Linked DNA regions of Callithrix jacchus: region 1 is linked to region 2. The links are chromatin contacts, called in public Hi-C maps. All regions are on one chromosome and are shown on one strand. Each heading gives the region's core, a stretch centred on a gene start, on an enhancer-like site or on the middle of the called end of the contact. The rest is flanking DNA. Distances are from core to core; before and after follow the strand shown. Region 1 overlaps ANP32A (acidic nuclear phosphoprotein 32 family member A). Region 2 overlaps CORO2B (coronin 2B).

Evidence for each region. A called contact is a pair of places that touch in the nucleus more often than the background predicts.
Region 1: a contact with region 2 is called in a Hi-C map of induced pluripotent stem cells, with 2.3 times the contacts expected there. The contact joins two enhancer-like sites. A contact is called at or near these places in 2 of 3 Hi-C or Micro-C datasets (induced pluripotent stem cells and skeletal muscle).

What each region holds. Positions count from the first base shown.
Region 1 is chr8:15,965,509-15,968,208 of calJac240_pri, reverse strand. The region is part of intron 2 of ANP32A (acidic nuclear phosphoprotein 32 family member A); the gene reads left to right. Among named protein-coding and RNA genes, the nearest start is that of ANP32A, 110 kb to the left of the region's middle. Within about 2 kb of position 1,293, at least 9 of the 16 cell types and tissues checked have an H3K27ac peak or open chromatin away from gene starts, as enhancers often do.
Region 2 is chr8:15,886,651-15,889,350 of calJac240_pri, reverse strand. CORO2B (coronin 2B) reads right to left here. Exons shown (of 15, transcript XM_078333494.1): 15 at 9-1,972. The coding sequence ends at 1,841. It also overlaps the pseudogene LOC100894897. Among named protein-coding and RNA genes, the nearest start is that of CORO2B, 180 kb to the right of the region's middle. Within about 2 kb of position 1,445, at least 3 of the 16 cell types and tissues checked have an H3K27ac peak or open chromatin away from gene starts, as enhancers often do.

The sequences.
Region 1 (2,700 bases), core at 44-2,543, 79 kb before region 2:
CATGAAACAGTGGGGATTCTGAAGACCTCACCTTTAAAGAGATGGGGATTTCCCGAGGGAGTGGAAGCAGCCTCTTGCTGTTTGGGGAAGAGCAGGGTCCCAGGCCCCTCTCCGTATCCTTGCCCGCTCCTGCAGCGTCATCTGAGCCAGTGCAGGGCTGGGCTGTGTGCTTGGGTTGCTAAGGACGTGTAACCAGAGCAGAGACCTCTGGGGTGGTGCCCACCTGGTTGGTGGAAGTTAGAAGAGGAGCTGAAAGGGAGCAGTTACGGCTGTAGGGGCAGAAAGTTGTGATCCCTTTCCTCACCCATCATAGAGTTCACGGCCAACACTTAACAACAAAAGAAAAGCATAACAAATTTATTTAATCAAAGTTGTAAGTGACATGAGAACCTTCAGAGAAGACCCAAAGACCTGGGAAAACTGCCTATTTTATACTTAGATTTGATGAGGAATAATAACAGCATGAAGAAATGTGATTGGACAAAGGGGTGTAGGCTGAGAGGGAACCCAGCAAGGCCTGTCTGTTCAGATTCTTCTTGGCCTCTCTGTGTAGCATTCCTTTCTCCTAGATATGGAGAAGGGAGAGAAGAGAGTAGACTTTCTCAGCTTGCTTTGGGAAAGAGGAATTCTAGTTTTCGTGGCCCGCCTTGGGGAAGAGAAGTTCTGGATTCTCTGACTTCTAGGGAGAGAGGATGAGAGACAGGAGGGCAGGAGGAAGTCACACAGAGCTTGCTTCTGAAGCCTTCCAATCTCCTTTAATTCAAAGTATTCAGCACACCAAAACCCCTTACATTGGGGTCATGTATTCTGAGCCCCAACACAGCCAAGAACTTGTAGAATTGACTTAGGGGTCTAGGGAGAGCTTGTGCCCAAGATTCCTGTCCCAAGAAGCCATCAGGGGCCCCTCCTTATCTTGTGGCTAACACCAGCCACCTGGGTGCAGTAGACACCCTCCTGTGACCTTGTTTTGGGATTTTAGGATAAGCAGTTCGGATGTACCTTTAAAACGGAGCCAACACACACCCCAAGGAGTGGTTATGGGGATTAAATGAGACTGTGTATGAAGCACCTAGAGTGTGCCTAGCGAGTACTCAAGAAACATGCTATCATTATTTCTGATAAAACCATTAATAGTGGTTGCTTGCATATTGTCCTCGAGAGGAGAGACCACCAGTTTGGGTGCGATGGTAGAAGCCGGGGACTGGCTTTGTCAGGACTCTAAAACCTATGTCTATCTGTAGCATTCCTAGGCAGCCTGTCCCAGCAGCTGCCCCTTGGGCAGGGGTGGCAGGCAGCATTGTGCCTCTCCAGGAAGGAGGCCGACTTCCTGGACGAATTCCCTGGGCTCCCCAGCACTGCTCTCCAAGGCCCTCCTCTCCTTGGCTAACAGCAGTAAGAGGAGAAGCCATTGACCCATCTAGAAAAACCACATGCCTGCAGTCTTTGAGGGTAGACTGGAATCTCTTCTCGTATTTGCCTTGCTCTGGTGGAGCTTCAAGAATTCCCAGGGCCTTCCAAGGAAACCAATTACTAAAGAAGACTTTGAGCCATGTGACTCCAGTGTTTACTGCTCAAAGGCGATGGCTCCCCTCCCCCAGTACACTCTCCCTCCATTTGCACTGGTCCCTGAAGGCCCAGCTTCCTGGCCCTACACTGCTTCCCTGCCCTAGGGCAGAAGGCCTCACAGGATTTATTCCCAGGCGCTCTTGCCATGACCTTGAGAAGGTGGCTTGACCTGGACACCTGGATCTCAGGGACCGAGCGGGTGGGAAAGGACTGAACCTCCCCCTCCCAGACCCAACAGGAAGGTGGGCTTTGGTGACCATTTCCTAGGCTGAGAACTCCTTAGCTCCAGGAGAGGGCTGCGCTCCCTGGCTCTCCCACTCTGTGGGCTCTGCCAGATGAAAGCCACAAATTGCTGTTGTCCCGGGCGGAGCGGCATGCCTCCACCCACCACTGAAGGATGAAGACAAGGCAGCTGCAGGGCCCTGCAGGACTCTGAGATCCAGATGGACCCCAGCGCTCCCCTGCTCTGCCCACTGGCAAGAGTGGGCCGAGGAAGGGCATAGCAGGCTTCGTGTGGACTCTATTTCCATCTCCTTTCCCCCATATCTCTACTTGGCCCAGAGATCCCTGAGTAGGAGGGGCACCTGGTCATTCTGGGCCCAGTAGGAAGAAGCTAGGCAAGTTGGCATGCTCAAAGGAGCAGGAGCAGCCCTGGACAGGGACTGGTTAGAAAGCCTGGCTGCTTATCCAAGAGAAGAAAACGCCCCGAGGGGCCGGAGCAGCCCTTTGAACAATGCAGGACTGCTGTAGAGAAAGACCGAGCTTGTGCCATGTGACCCATTGGTGAGAAATCTGGGCCTGTGAAAGGAAGTGAAAGGGAGAGAGGGAGGCAGCAAATCTAGTTGATACTGGTAACTGTTTCCTGGCAGGTGCAGGGAGCTTGGGCTTCTGTATCCTGGGTTGAAGGGACTCTTTCAGATAGGAGGTGCAGGCAGGGATCACCTTTAAGGTGTCCTCCAGTCCAGAGAAGCCAGGTTTCCCAGAAGCTGGACTGCTCTGGGGCAGGATGGAGAACTGTGGGCCAGCTGCCTGGAAGGAGGGCCACACACCGGGTCTCCCTTGTTTACTCCCAGTGTCATTTTGTGCCTGCGACCTGGTTACTCTCCCTCAACCTATCTTTTTGCCTTTGTCATT
Region 2 (2,700 bases), core at 196-2,695:
TGCCCAGGTTTGATAAGTTGAAAACATTTTATTTCAATTCTATCCTTGGGAGGCAGCATAAATAATCACAGGAGACCACAAAGGTCAATGGGGAAGAAAAAAAAAAAAGCTCCAGAAATGTGGGGAGGAGGAGATGAGTGCTGACACTGTCTAGCTGCGGGGTATGGGGTGAGGAGGCCCTACTGTAGCTGGCTGGGAGGAAGGAGGTTCTTAGAGGAGAGGTCCAGCTCACCTGGAGGGGCTTGGGTAGCCCTGGCCTCTGTGGATGGGATATTCCATAGGGCGGCCACGGGAAAAGCAGGTGTGGAGTATGATGCGTCTAGTAGATCTAGCTAATGAAAGGGAAGAGTGGACACCCATTTCTTGATTTCCAGATCTCACCCCAAACGGTGAATCTTCTGAAAACAGTGTTTACAAACTCTTTGTGGGCAGTGGGAAATGAAAGGAGGAAGAAAGAAGGAATAAGAGAAAATGTGTGCAAGATCAAATGAAACGTGGCATCTCAGAGGTGTGTGACCTTGGGCCACTCCTCTCGGTTCCCTCATCTGAAGAAGGGTGTAGATGTGAGGCTTGATGAGATCTTATGTGTCAAAGGACTGCAGAAACTTTAAAGTGCTATACGGATGTGAGAGGCTGTGTTCATTCTACGTGCGTAAGGCTGAAAGTGGCTGAGATAGCGGTGCTGAGACACGCAGCACAGCCCCAGAAGCCATCAGACCCTGGTCTGCCTTCCCTAGGGCCAAGCTCCACCCTTCTCAGCCTCAGCTGCCAGGAGGATGAGGCTTCATCTCAGCTGGAGTCCCCTGGGGAGGGTGGTGGTGACAGCCGAGGGTGTGGACCTGAAGGACCTAGGGGCACAGAGCGTGAGGGTCCTCAACTGGGCAGTGTGGCACATCGGCACTACTGGTGCTGGGTAGACGGTAGCAGTGGCTTCCAGTTCTCATTCTCCACAGAGACTTGGGCACTGGTGAAGCCCACCATGGGATTGGCATCTTGATGCAGCGGGAAAGGTCCTGGCCTTGGGATCTGGACACCCAGGGTCCTGGCTGTGGGTCCACTGTTGACCTGCTGGGTGACTTTATAAGTCACTTCCCCATTGCACCCTCAGTTCTGTCATTTGTCAGACAGGGACACTAATCCCTACCCTGCCTGGCTCACAAATTGAATGGGAAAAGGGTGTGCAAGAGCTTTGAAGAGAATCGTGGGGAAGGCAAGGGGTTTTTATGGCCTTGGAGAGCAATCCTCTGAATTCCCTGAAGACAAGAGGGCGGGAGGGGAAGAGACAAAAAGGAGCTGTGCGGCTCGCTGCCCTCTAGGGTGAGGCAGGCTTCCGGGGCTGCTGAGGGAAGAGGGAGTGGAAAGAAAGAGGGATCACTGCAGCCTGTAGTCCAGCACTTATGCTGTGGTACCTTCGGTGATGCTGAGAGCTCCAGGTGGGAGTGCTGAGATGTCCTGGCAGCCCCCTTTGCAGGGGAAATGTCCAAGTGCTAAGTCTAGCTGGTATCCTGCTTCCCCCTTTGCTTCCTGGTCCACTGAGATGGAGCCCCCCCAACCCCAGAGAGTCTGTAGTCTTCACCCAGCTGAGGGGAAGTCTGGCTCCTGGGGTGGCAGGGAAGGGGGCTGCCGGTGGGGGGTCTCCAGGAGAAGCTGGGGACTTTTATTAGCATGAGGTCAGGAGGTCAGAGGTTGGCTTCCAGTTCTGGAGGTGGTAGGCGGGGGTCCTCGGGTTGGCCCCCGCTCCCGTCCTGGCTCTGTCTCTGGGGTCACTGGATAAGGGAGAAGTTAAGGGACGAGTAGAAACGACGGAGAGATCGGCTTAGAAAACAGCCCAGCTGGGGAGCTAACAGTTCTTGGGGCTGTTGCGCAAGTTTTTCAGTTCCAGCTGGAGTTGCCGAATGCGGATGTCCTTCTGGGCCAGCTCCTCTTTCAACCGTCGAATCTCATCCTGCTGCCGGAAGAACATTCGAAGGAGCTGGGGTGGAGGAAGAGAGTGGGCCATGGAGGGCCCAGGAGAGAGCAGGTGAGACAAGGATTTCGCAGGTGAGTCTCCACCCGCCTGCCGCCCATGCCCTCCCGTTGCCCCAGGCCTCCCACTGTTTGCTCAACGTATTCATCCCCAGTCCCTCATCATGATTGCACCTCTCCCGTCTCTAGCTCCATCTGTGGCTCTTGCTTTCCCTTGTGAGATGGGAAACAAACAAAACCTGAGTCATTAATTGATTCAGGATCACTGAAAAAGGAGTGACCAAAGAGTCCAGTTTTCCAAATATCCCAAGCTTGTCCCTTTCTGGGTCCTAACCTAATGCTTTTCTTTACCATTATATTAATAGGTGTATTAATTATTACATCTATAATACATACCAATAAATGTATAATAATACATAATAATAGATGTATCATTACATGCATTCTTACATTATTATTGATAATTTATGTATTTATTTATTTTTTGAGACGAAGTCTCACGGAGCCACCCAGGCTGGAGTGCAGTGGCGTGATCTCAGCTCACTGCAACCTCTACCTCCCGGTTCAAGTGATTCTCCTGCCTCAGCCTCTGGAGTAGCTGGGACTACAGGCACTTGCCACCATCCCTGGCTAATTTTTTTTGTATTTTTTAGTAGAGATGGGAGTTCACCGTATTAGACAGGCTGGTCTCATACTCCTGACCTTGTGATCTGCCCACCTCGGCCTCCCAAAGTG